2 separate regions of the Mus musculus genome follow, and region 2 is linked to region 1. Evidence: chromatin contacts called from public promoter capture Hi-C data. All regions are on one chromosome and are shown on one strand. Each heading gives the region's core, a stretch centred on a gene start, on an enhancer-like site or on the middle of the called end of the contact. The rest is flanking DNA. Distances are from core to core; before and after follow the strand shown.

What was found. Promoter capture Hi-C pulls out the DNA fragments that hold promoters and counts their contacts.
Region 2: a promoter capture Hi-C map of pre-B cells shows a contact between it and region 1, with 3 times the contacts expected there. The contact joins the promoter of Aars here to the promoter of Pdf in region 1. A contact is called at or near these places in 1 of 39 promoter capture datasets (pre-B cells) and 1 of 484 Hi-C or Micro-C datasets (B cells).

Annotation. Positions count from the first base shown.
Region 1 is chr8:107,045,479-107,052,011 of GRCm38.p6, forward strand. Pdf (peptide deformylase (mitochondrial)) reads right to left here and starts at 3,136. Exons shown (of 2, transcript NM_026513.2): 1 at 2,583-3,136; 2 at 811-1,793. The coding sequence starts at 3,120. The coding sequence ends at 1,636. Cog8 (component of oligomeric golgi complex 8) reads right to left here. Exons shown (of 5, transcript NM_139229.4): 4 at 4,664-4,832; 5 at 3,231-3,652. The coding sequence ends at 3,330. It overlaps Vps4a (vacuolar protein sorting 4A), which reads left to right. Exons shown (of 11, transcript NM_126165.2): 11 at 1-282.
Region 2 is chr8:111,031,444-111,037,976 of GRCm38.p6, forward strand. It overlaps Aars (alanyl-tRNA synthetase), which reads left to right and starts at 2,399. Exons shown (of 21, transcript NM_146217.4): 1 at 2,399-2,820; 2 at 5,466-5,630. The coding sequence starts at 5,487. It also overlaps a transcript of Ddx19b not described here.

The DNA of each region.
Region 1 (6,533 bases), core at 1,886-4,385:
GAGCTGCCAGGCCCCTGCTTTCACTCCTTGCCTCTTAACTTTGGCTACTTGTGAGCTGACTGTGGTAAAGTAGGAAAAGCCATCCCACTCTCCTAAGCTTGCATCTGGAGCTTCAGGTCCTCCTTGCAGGAGCTGACAGCTTCTGTGAACACGATGCCGTTTCCATCAGGAGAGACGGCAAACAGGCAGGTCTTTATCGCTGCCTTCACCTGAGAACTGAGCCCAGCCTCTGCTGGTCCTGTCCTGGAGATGTCTAATAAACCCTTTTCCCTTATTGAGCTACTGGAGTCGTCTCATTTTTGATTCTAGTATGGAGTTGAGAGTAAAGCTTACTTCTGGTAAGACCCTCTGGACTGCTCTCTGCTTTCCTTAGCAGGGCAGGAAGCAGCGGTGCTCATAAGGCCTGCAAACCCTAAGGCTCAGGCAGGTCCTAAACTTCTGATGCTCTTGCTTCCAGCTCCGAATGGCTGGAATTGTAGGAATGGTAATGTTAGGTCTATGTTCCCATGAGATAACCTAGTATCTGCTACTGAATAGATGCCACCCAGTTTAGAAGGTCCCCAGATAAGGTAGCTCTGGAAATGCTGTGTGACACAGACCTCACAGTCCTCCAATAGCTGGTATTATTCTGTATTTTACTTCTTGATGTTAGGAATCAAACCCAGGTCCCTCCACTTTAAGTACTGTTCTCCCAGAGCTACATATGCTCCAGCTGTAAGTTGCAAAGGAAAGAACTGTATCTATAGCCAAGATTATGTCGGCCTTTCACTGTCTGCTTTGCTCTGATTCAAAGTGGCTACCAGTAGAAGCTTTGTTCTTTAGATTTTATTTCAATTATGTTTCTGTGTAAGTTTATACACAAAACAATACCTGCAGAGGCCAGGAGGCGGCACTTAATTCCCTGGAGCTGGAGGTATAGATGTAGTGAGTTGATTGATGTAAATGCTCAGAACTGAACTCTAGTGTTGTGCAAAAAAAGCAAGCACTCTTTAACCTAACTGCCTAGCTATCACCCCAGACTTGAGCTTTTTTTTTCTTTTAAGAGAATCTTACTATGTTCCTTTGATGGCCTTAAACATTAGCCTACGATTGCCAACAGAGTGCTGGAATTAAAGGTGTGCCACCACACTCAGACTTTTAAGACTGCATTTTAAGACAACTTTCAAGTCCAGCAGTAGTGTGATACACCTTCAGTCCCAAAGCTCAGGAGTACAGAGGCAGGTATATCTCTTAAGTTTGAGGCCAGCTTGTCTACAGAGTGAGTTCCACGACAGCCAAGGCTACACAGAGAAACCCTGTTTCAAAAAACAAATCTTTTGGATATCTGGATTACCTTATCAATCAATTGTAGGCTGTGGGGTTAGAATGTGTCTCATTTGTACAGAGGATGTTTGCCTGCCCACTCCTCTCCATGGGAAATTGTCAGGAAATAGCCACTCCTTTAATGGTACATTTGTAGTCCTGCTGTAATCGTATTCTGTCAGATCTGATTTCAGGGCAAGCATTTCTATCATCTTCATCTCAGACCAGCACACACTGTCTACTGTCGGACTGGAACCAATTCCAAGCTGAAGCACAGATGTGACCATCTTAGTCTGCATGCTGGATTTCCAGATCCTCAATTCAAGGAGAGTGTTAGTCATTCACCTCCATCCAGTGGAGATTGGTAAATGTCCCACTGTCCATTTTGTCGATGAACAAGCAGCCCTGCAAGTGATCCATCTCATGCTGGATGATTCGAGCTGTCCAACCACTTGCCGACCACACCACTGGCTCTCCTTTTGGGTCCAGTCCTGCAAAGGAAGTTACAGGCTCGATGAGGTGAGGCTTTGCTGAACTCATGCCCAACCTCCTGTCCCTACTTTGTTTCCTGCCCTGGCCATGCCTATTTATATCCTATCTACAGAGGCAGCATCCAAGAGTGAATGTGGATAACAGCTCTTATCCCTCCTAGAAAGGGTACCCCAATTTTGTCCAGTGCCGACTTTTTACTCAGCGTGATTCCCAGCACTACTACAGGGCAAGGATAAGAAATCAAAACTCTTTTCAAGGGCTGTTTATCAAAGGTATTTCATGCCAGGCATGGTGGCACACACCTTTTAATCCCAGCACTCAGGAGGTAGAGGCAGGCGGATTTCTGAGTTCGAGGTCTACAAAGTGAGTTCCAGGACAGCCAGGGCTATACAGAGAAACCCTGTCTCGACCCCCCCCCCCCAAAAGAAAGGTATTTCAGCTTGGCACTGTAGCAAATAACCATATTACATAAAACAATGTGAATGTGAAGCATGGAATGGTTTGTTGCCCTAGTCTGGGTAAATCTGGGTCCCACTTTCTTACACAAGCCCCACCACGATAAACTGGGAAAATCGTGTGTGCAATACAGACACACTTACATGGGAATCTATATACCTACTCATGAGAAAGGGGAAAGACAGGCTCCATATCTAAGGAATCACCCTGCAACCCATCTAGGCGGGCCTGACCTGCTCTTCAGGAGTTCAGTTGGCTCCCGAGTGCCGCTGTGTCTGCACTGTCTCTAGCCAGAGAGAGCAAGACCACCCCGCTGCCCACGTCCCCTGCACCTGAGATCTGCACGGCTTGGAAGCGAGGCACACACGCCAGAAAGCCGGCGACACTCTCGCAGCCCTCGGGGAAGGTGACCAAGCGGCTGTCCAACACTCTCAGACTGGGGTTCACCAGCACCCGAAGTGGGAAGGGTTCCATCTGACGCAGTTCGCGCAGGCGCGGTGAGAAGGCTCGGAGGAGCTTGTCCGGGAACTCGAGCGCCAACACTTGCAGCGGCACCCCGAGCTGCGGCGCACTAAGGCCCACACAGCCACGCCGTCGCATTACCTGCACCATCCGCCCCACCAGCCGCTGCAGCTCCGGCCCCGCTAGCTGCTCGGGTTCCACCGGGGCCGCCACGACGCGCAGCACCGGGTCCCCGACCTGGCACACGTGCGCGTATGGCGGCTGCGGCGCGCCACATACAAGGCGCCTGAGGTACCGCCAGTAGGAGCGCGTGCGCGCCGGGCCCTCCAAGGCGGCCAAGGAGCTGCACCTCTGCGCCCGGCTCCCCGGAACCCACGCCGGCCGCGGCAGCCTGCCCAGCAGCAACATGGCGCGGGGAGACGCCGCGGCCCTTCCTTCCGCTAGCGCCAAAGACGCCGGGAAGCGTAGTTCCCGTGTAACTTCCGGACGCCCATCGTCGGGAACAGCAGGCGAGTGGCGACAGTTGTCGGTTTTATTAAAGCTGCAAATACCACAGGGCCCGCGCTATCCTGGGCAAAGCAACTGCACACACCTTCCCGCTGCAGAAGCGCGTACCCTCAGGGCTGCTCCCCAGGCTGCGGGCAGGGGACACTGCCTATGGCTCCTCCCTCACTCGGTGGCTCGGCTGGCAGCGGCTCCCCCTCCATGGGCTCCTGAGGCAGCGGCTCCCCTGGTTCCCTCTTCTCTGTTACAGGCTCCATGCTCCGCTGCTCCGCAGGGAGCTCTGGAGCTGGGGCCACGAGGTCCGGCCCCAGCTCCTGCTCATCTAAACAGAAAACTGTTTCTCTCTTAGGCAAAATAAAGGCGAGAGGTTCCTGGATGGCGCTGATGTTCACGTGTCCAAGGTTTCCGTGCTTAGAGAGCTGGGTGGGTGAAATGCCTGACCCAGATGGTAGGGAAAAAGAAATGAAAAAGAAAAAAAAAGTTATTAAATTCAATGCAGAGATCTCAGGGATGGTGTGGGGCAGGGGAGGGGACACTCAGAGAAAAGATTTAACACAATTACATATTTCAATACAACAAGAACATCTTTTTGGGTTTTTTGTTTTTTTGAGACCTGGCTATGCTGGAACTCTATAGACCAGGCTGGTCTCTTATCTCACAGAGATCGTCCTGCCTCTGCCTCCCAAATGCTGGTATTAAAGTTGTGCCAGGCTAAGGGCATCTCTGTAATACAAAAGGACAGTTAGTTATATTGGAGCCCCATTGTAAGGGTGGATGGAGCCTGAGCCAGGAGACACTCAGTAAATACTGGAGTCCAGGCACAGATCCCAGCTATTTGGGAGGCAGAGGCAGGAGGATCTCTGAGTTCAAGGCCAGTTGGGTATACCAAGTTAGTTCCAGGGTAGCCAGTGCTATATACTGAGATCCTGTCTAGTGTCAAACCAAAAACAAGGGCTACAGACATGGCTCAGTGGTTAAGTACTCTTCCAGAGGTCCTGAGTTCAATCCCCAACAACGTGGCTCACAACCATCTGTAATGGGATCTGACGCCCTCTTCTGACATACACGCAGGTGTGCATTCAGATAGAGCACTCACATAAAATCTTTAAAAAGACAAAACGAAAACAACAATGATAAAAGCCAGGCTGTGGTGAAGAACACCTTTAATCCCAGCACTCAGGAGATTTACAGAGTTCCAGGACAGCCAGAGTTTCACAGAGGAACCCCTGAAGAGAAATCCCATATCAAAAAACCAACCAAACAAACAAACAAATTTTTTAAAAAATCTTTCCTTTTATCCTAGCTCTTGGGAGGCAGAGGCAGGCAGATTTCTGAGTTCAAGGCCAGCCTGGTCTACAAAGTGAGTTCCAGGACAGCCAGGGCTACACAGAGAAACCCTGTCTCAAAAAAAAAACAAAAAAAAAAACACAACTTTCCTTTTTCTTACCTAAAGTCTGGGCTATCTGAGCTGGTGGGAAAAGGACTTGAAGACAGCGGTTCAAATAAGGAACAAGGTCTTCCAGGAAGGCAGTGCAGAACTGGACAAAGATCTCATGCTCCCCACTGCTGAACACAGCCTCTTCGGCTCGATGGAATGCCAGAATTGTTTTGGTTACCTACAGGACAATGTCAAAATCAACCACAGAGGCAGTCTACGCTGCTGACTATGTGGACAAGCACAAACTTGCAGCATAGAGAAAGTTCATTCACAACAGGGGTGGCAGGGGCTCCTTTAAGCCCAGTGCTTAGGGGCAGAGACAGGCAGAGCTTTGTGAGCTCCAGGCCAGCCTGGTCTATAGTCCAAGTTCCAGGACAACTGGGGATACAACCAAGACACACAAATCCTGTCTTGAAAAACAAAAAAAAGGTAAAAGAAAAAGGAAAAAGAAAATTCATTTCAAACAATGCATTTCATTGCTATCTTGTTGAAATTCAGCACTGTGGTCAGTAGACACAATTGTGTGATTTGACTGGTGGATTTATGACTCAATGCTTTGTGTTCTGGTAGATGGGGTGTGATGAAATAATTCAGGAGAGATGCTCTCCTGCTGGCCTTGAGGAAGAAAAGCCATGTTGTGAGCTGCCTGTGGCAGATGGCCTCTAGGAGCTGAGGGCCTCAGTTCTGCAATTTTCCAATGGCACAGAATGGCACCTGACAACTGGAATGAGCCTCTAAGGGAACAGGTGACACCTTGAATACAGCTTGTGAGACCCTGAGCACAGAACCCAGACACTGCACCTGTATTCCTAGCTCATAGACAGTAATTGATATATGTGTATGTATGTGTATGTGTATACATACATACATATATGTGTGTGTGTATATATGTGTGTGTGTGTGTGTGTGTGTGTGTGTGTATGCAAGGGATTTTAACCCAGCAACATGGCTACTCTGGCTGGAATACAAACATGCCCTCAGTCCGCACCTTTAATCGCAAACAATGAAGGTCAAGTTAGTTTATAGAAGGAAGCACCCATGTTTGGAAGTGATGTCTAATTGATTAGAGGCAGACAAAGTGACAAATCAGAGAAAGATTTGACAGAACAGGATATGCCCAACTCTCACGAGAACAAAGAAAGGCTACTTAAGAGAGAGCAGCAGCTCCAAGAGGAGAAGGGGGCGGGGGGGGGGGGGGGAGAGTGAAAGAGGGCAGTTTTAGAGACAGACAGGTTTCAAAGCGAGAACAAGTTAGACACAGGTGAAGACAGAACAAGCCAGAGAACGAGGAGCCAGATTAGAACACATTGCCAAAGTTAGTATGGGGACAAGCAGAGCAATTCAGTTAGAAGCTGAGAGAAGCCAGTTTGAATCAGTCAATGTGAAGAGGAGTTTTGAGTAGAACAGCTGAGATGACCAGCCAGCCAGAGTTCAGAAAGAGCTAGAAAGGGTAAGCTTATTCAGCAGTAAGTCCAGAGGCTGAAAATATTCTAGATCTAGGTAAGAGTATACAGCTACTAGAAGCTTCCAGGACTAGGCCTAGGTTAGCAGATGTAGACAGTAAGCCTCAGAAAGGACAATTGCATGCTGGGCGTGGTGGCGCACGCCTTTAATCCCAGCACTCGGGAGGCAGGGGCAGGCGGATTTCTGAGTTCAAGGCCAGCCTGGTCTACAAAGTGAGCTCTAGGACAGCCAGGGCTACACAGAGAAACCCTGTCTCAAAAAAACAAAACAAAACAAAACAAAAAAAAAAGAAAGGACAATTGCATCAGGCAAATAAAAGATACTTTTACAGATACATGTAAGTGTTCTAAGCTGCTGAATCCCTGGGAGTTTGGTATCAAGCAGTGGACTGTGTGTGCTGAGTGACTGCCTGCCG
Region 2 (6,533 bases), core at 1,149-3,648, 4.0 Mb after region 1:
CTTGAACTCAGAAATCCACCTGCCTCTGCCTCCCAAGTGCTGGGATTAAAGGCGTTGCGCCACCACTGCCCCGCTGTCTCCTTAGCTTTTACTCGTTCATTTATTCCCCTGCCTTCTTTCTAGCAGCGAGAAAAGCGCCTAAAGGTACGGAAGGAAAGCTACCCGCACAGATACTCACACCAGTCAGGGGCAGGGAAAGTGGATTCCGAGCTTGGGCTTGGGCTCGGGCTCGGGCTCGACCTCGACCCGGCCAGCAGCTCCGGCCATCGCGGCGCAACATGGCGGTTAGGCTTCCCCAACGGCCACTCACAATCCAAACCAAGCCGAAGCTCCATTGGCTGAGCCTTTGAAGTTGGCTCCTCCCAGCCAATCATAAGAGGGGCACTGAACGGCTCTTGCTTACGCATGCGCACTGAGCATGTTCTCTCCAAAGACCCATAGATGCCTTCTCCAGGTCACTTGAAGTTTCAAGTTGTCATTTGTTGTTGAATTGACCTATGAATAGAAATTCCTTCACAGGAGTAGTGTCTACATTTTAAGAAATACTGATCCTGCCGGGCGGTGGTGGCACACATCCAGTGCTCTTAACCACTGAGCCATCTCTCTAGCCCTCTGCTCATCTCTTTATGACACCCTGGGCAAACTGGGCGTGGTGACGCACGCCTTTAATCCCAGCACTCGGGAGGGAGAGGCAGGCGGATTTCTGAATTCGAGGCCAGCCTGGTCTACAGAGTGAGCTCCAGGACAGCCAGGGCTATACAAGAAAAACCCTGTCTCGAAAAACAAACAGACAGACAGACAGACAGAAAAAGAAAAGAAAAGAAAAGAAAAAAGAAAAGCTGATCCTGTTGCAAGGGCCTTTAACCTAGCACTTGGGAGGCAGAGGCAGGCAAATCTTTGTGAGTTCAAGGCCATCCTGGTTTATTTGTTGAGTTATTTGATAGCCAGGGACTATGTAAAAACAGAGGAAAAAATAAAAATAAAAAGACAAGGTCTTGGTATATAGCTGTGAACAAAAACTGGAAAGAGACTATACTATGTCTGTGGATACTAATTGACTGATTAGATCTGAGGTCAGTACTGTGAAGACAGGAATGTCGTAAGCTCACAGGCTAATTGAATTTGTCTTGGACTAGTTCTGGCCTTCTGAAAACAACCATTCTTTGTCCATTTCTGTGTTTGAACTAATAAAGTCTTGTACTAACAGATAGAAACCATTTGGAATCTATTAACTTACCAGACCACTGGCTTCCACCATCCAAAAAGCTAAAGATGCCATCAGATAACATCTTGGGTCTATAGAAAAGCTTTCCATCTTGCTATAGTCGCCTTTCAGATATAACCATCACTATATTTTAAAATTACCTTGACTTATGACTCTCTTTGTTCTGTAAAGCTGTACATCATGAAAAAGTTTTCGTGTAATTTGGGGTTTCCTCATCTGTGAAAAAGTGGTACTAGCAGACCTGATAATACAGTTTAAAAATTAAACGGTGTGTGAACTTTTTAGTGTGATGCCTTACCTATAGATTTTAGGTTTTGTGTGTGTTATTTTGAGACTGTGCCCAAGGCCCAAGGGTAGCCTTAAGCTCTGATCCTCTTGGCTCTCAAGTGCTGGGACTATGGATGTGCGTCACCGTTGTAGGCGTTTCCTAAGAATGTTGACTTGTTTTCTAAAGCAAACAGAGGGACAGATGTCCTTTAACTTGGGTTACGTCATTTCTTCCTCTTCAAAATCAAGACCCGAATTTCTTCTTATTGGGACCTGAAGGACAAATATAAAGCTATGCCTAATGTCACAGGACTGTACTGCCTCCTACTCCGGAGGCTAAGACAAGAGTGAAAAATTCAAGGCCAACCTGGACAATTTATCCAGACCCTGTCTCAAAGAGAGAACCGGACGTATCAGTCAGTGCCAAAGCGCTTCGGCGTGGTTGAAGCACTTATTTCAGTCCAGGGTACCGTTAAAGAAGGCATGCCGATCTATACGCGATAACAATAAGAACATTTGATTGGTGCACACCTGCAAGACTGGCAAATCCCCTGATTTCAAGACCACCTTGCTCCGTTTCAAAAGGCCGAAAAACGAACCTTTGAGGTACGTGTATCACTTTGCAGTTAAACAGTTCTATGCCAAAATCTGTGATCGCCACCAAATTCATGTTTTCATTCCTCTTGTTAACTGTCAACTATTAGGGCTTTGCCAATAGAACCCAAAATGTCTGCCTCCTGAAGCCAATAGTCAACCCTGTCACGTGACACTCCATGTCCTAGCTTTCTTGAGCATTGCATCAGCCGAGCCCAGGAGCCTTCCCAGAAACCGGCTTGTTAGCTCATTCGCGCTCCGAATGATTGGCATGCCAGTGGACCAATCATATCAGAGGATGACAAGGCGTAGCGGGTCACTTTTCATCAGAGCGCTCTGATTGGATGGTGAGGTACGGCTCTGGCACCGGTTGTGGCGGGTGAGTATAGCTTCTTGTGCGCATCTGAGGGAGCAGGTAACTGCCGGCGAGTGGCGGTGGGCTCCGGGCAAGGAAGGACCTGGGGACCCGGACCCTCGGGAAAAAAAGCAAGTGAGCCCCGAGAGCTCTACGAGAAGAGCCGGCGCTTGGAGGGGGAGGGGCAGCTGCAGCGGGCTGCCGGGCGGTCCCGCCCCTGGCCTGGGTCAGGACCCGGTCTCCGCAGGAGCCGGATCTCGAGAGTAGCTTTTGCTATTCCCTCGGAGCACTGAGAGTGGTGTGGTTTCTGGTGGACTTGCAGAGGACCAAGACCTTGGGAAGATCGCGGTTGCTCTTCAGTCGCCACCCAGAGCTAAGGGTTTGTCTCCTCTAATTTTAATCTCTTAGGGGGTTAGGGAACCAGGCCTGAAGAGCAGGGTGACTAAGATAAATGGAGTCTCTCTAAGAGGCATCTTCATTCATTCTTTATTAGGTTCTCACACCTTACCCCAGACTGGCCTGAACTCAACTCTGTAACCCGGGCTGGCCTTGAACTCGCGGCAGTTCTCCTGCCTCAGCATTTCAAGTGCTGGAATTACAGGCGTGAGCCAGCACTCCAGACTCGCTTCTTTCTGTTGCTGTTTTGAGACAGGGTTTCACTATGTAGACCAGGCTGGTCTCGACTCACAGAGATCTTCAAGAGTGGTGGGACCAAAGGCGTGTGCTACGACCCTCGGCCCGATTCGATTCTTAAAAACAGAATAGTTGATACCTTCAGGTTCACCCGAACAAATATATTCAGCAATTTTTTCAAACAGTCTAAGTTTCCTGGTGTGCTTTGGAGTATGTTAGTGCAGAGCATGCTATTTACAGATTAGTATAATTAATCATGAGCATGGGTGACGACCACTTTACTAGATACTGAAAATACACTGTAACGGTGAAGTGAAGCCAGCCAGGATTCCTACTGAGATGTAACATAGACTGTGATTGGGAGGTGAGCATTAAATAGTCACACCAAATAAATCATTTGAGGCTAGGAGACAGTATAAAGAGGAGAGACCTGGTGAAGAAAGGAAAGGTTTGCTTAAGTATGTTTCTTTGTGATTGATCAAAACGACCTCATTAGGAAGAAGGGAAAGGAGAGGCCAGGCAGAACGGCTAGCTTGTAAATGGAAATATGTTACAAGGTCCTGTGGCTGAAGTCACCTTGTAATTCAAGGCCCTGGGTCTGGCCCCAAGCTTGCAAATACAAACAAATAAATAAAAGTTCTGAAGGCCTTTTAAGCCCCTGCTGGGATGTACTGTTTTCGGACCTGCCTCTGCTACAGACGTGTTATGTATATTGAGGAAAGAACAAGTTTTAATGTTGGAAACTTTATTTATTTATTCATTTATTTATTTATTTATTGGGGGCTGGGTCTCTGACCTGGAAACCTCCAACCCTCCATTTTCCTTCCTCAGCCTCCCGAGCTCTGGGATGGTCAGAGTGGGGACACAGCTTTCAACAGCCTTCAGTCTTCATAGGGTAATGGACATGTTAGATCCCAGTATACAACTCTGGTGTAGTCTGTATGTAGTGGCCACCCTATGGGGGCACTGGTTCTCCACTGGCTCTTAGCACACAGTCCTCATTCATTACTTAGGCAAAGGTGGGAGGTTCAAGTGTGCTCTAGAAAGTAATGTTCCCTCAGCTTGTCTGTGGAGAGAAGCAGGTTGTTTTCTTCAGCAACAATGACTCTAAAGGTAAAGTCGAACTGTAGCCATTGTTAAGGAGGGCTGAAAAGAGAAGGCGGTGTGACAAGATTTCTGAAAACCTTGACTCCTTATGGTGACTAGCAAGATCCTGTGGGAATGCAAGTCCATCCCCACCCCCCACCCCACCCCTCCACACACACTCAGCCTGTGTCACCATCTTTTTGCCCCTTTGGGGCTTCTGTCAGAGTGATAGACTAAGTTGTAAGTAGATCATTTGGAGTTGTGGTTGGCTGAGTCAGGATGTCATGTGCTTTGCGGGTGTGTTTAAAAACTCTGTGCTAATGGGCGTAAAATAGTGTCCAGTTCAATAACTTTTTTTTGATGCTCACAAGGTCCTGTTCCACACAGACACTAAACTCAAGCTAAAGTGGTGCAGTTAAGTTTAGAGCTGGCTCTAGAATTCTAGAGATGTTTAGATGATGTCAAAAATGAGACAGTTCTCATTTGTCAGGACACCCAGCACTGCAGAGCACTACAGCACTAGACGCCGATTGGTGCACTCCAACCAAAACCTGTCATCCCCACCTTACACACTCCCTGCCTTTCAGGGACCTGAGGGTGCACATAAAAACGTTTTGACGCTATAAAGTTGTCTTTTCTCAACCTCTGCCTCTTCTGAGTCCCCGGACTCGTTCTTCCAATAGCATACTCATTTCGAAATGATGCTGTATACAGATAGCCCCAGTTCTTCGTAATATCATGGCTAGAACCCGGCTCTTTCCCAGCTAGGGCTCTGAAGGTTTAGGCTACGTAGAGGTTGATGCATTCTTGATACTTTAGGGTGGTCCATGGCACAGATGGGCTTATCCCTGGGTTCATAGCCACTGACACAAGTGTCAGCCCAAACCTGGCACCTGTGCCTTTGGGGATATGGAACTTTGGACAAGCCTCAGCCTGTAGGTTAACAAAGAGCTTGGAAGCTCCTCAGAGGCCAGTGGGTACAGACTCCCCTTTTGTTGAGGTGACCCTTGCCGATTCCTAGCCGTAGGTACTCAGTGCGTATTTGGTTAATGAATGAAACCATGAAGAAGAGCCTTGCTTTGCTTGACGGGTCAACAGGGGGAAGACAGCCGGGGCCAGTCTGCTGAGGCAGCAAAGATTTCCCAGTGAGGGTGACTGTAACCTGGGACATTGCAACAGGAAAGTTTTAGGATCAAAGAAACAGCTAACCTATTTGACTTGGCTTGAGACGACACGAGTCTTGTGTAATCCCCACTTTTACTTTTATTTCCCTAACTTGCCGTCGTCATTCCTTCTTCCTTTTAGTTCCCGAGGAGACTTTCCGAAATGGATGCCACTTTAACAGCACGAGAGATCCGAGAGCGGTTTATAAATTTCTTCAGACGAAATGAGCACACCTATGTCCACTCTTCCGCCACCATCCCTCTGGATGACCCCACTCTGCTCTTCGCCAACGCTGGCATGAACCAGGTAAGGGTCGTCTTCCTCCTCTCTGCCTGCCTGGCTGGCTGAGGGCAGCAGAGCTGCCGGAAAGCACAGCCTGGGCTGTATAAAGTAGCAGGTAAACTCGAGTGACTTTCCGTGGTGAGCCCGAGTTTCTGTGTGATGGTTAGAAGCCAGAGGGGCTGGGAACATGGCTCCCACATTCGGCCAAGGAGTTCATTTTTAAATGAGTCTTGGAAAGACTCTTTTCTTTTATGGTCTTTGAGATCAAGAATTTGATAGGCCCAGTGATAGCCCTGGTATAGTGGTGAAAGGTTTAATCTTAGCAATCAAGAGGCAGAGGCAGGTGGCTCTCCACTAAAAAGGTCATAGGGAGTTCCAGGACAGCCAGGGTCACGAAGGAAGGAAGGAAAGAGGGAGGGAGGGAAGGAAGGGAAAAAGAAAGGAAAGGAAAGGAAAAAGGAAGGGAAGAAAACTTTAAGAGAATTTAAGGCCAAACTAGGCTACATAGTAAGACCAAGTCTCAAAAAAAAATTTTTTTAAGTTTTTTTTTTTTTTTCTGTTTGTTTTGTTTGTTTTGGTTTTTTTTTGAGTTCAAGGGCAACTTTTTTTTTGTTGTTGTTGTTTTAAGCATTTCAAAGAGAGCCCCAGGATAACTGTACATCTGCAGCAGTGGCCTAGAGGAGAATGGAGACAAGAAGGGGAAATTAAAAAAAAAACATGCTGTTGTGTTAAGCAGTCATGGACGGCAGTCAGCCATGCGGCAGGGAGAGGAGCTTTAGAGAAAGAGTGAGGAAGTCCAAGTCTCTGAGTGAGAGAGCACACTAGAGCAGGCATAGAAAGAAGAAAGGGAAGCCATACTTTTCCGAGTAATTGGGAAAGTGGGAAGACTTAGAAAGGTACACAGCTACAGCCCTGTATGATAGTACC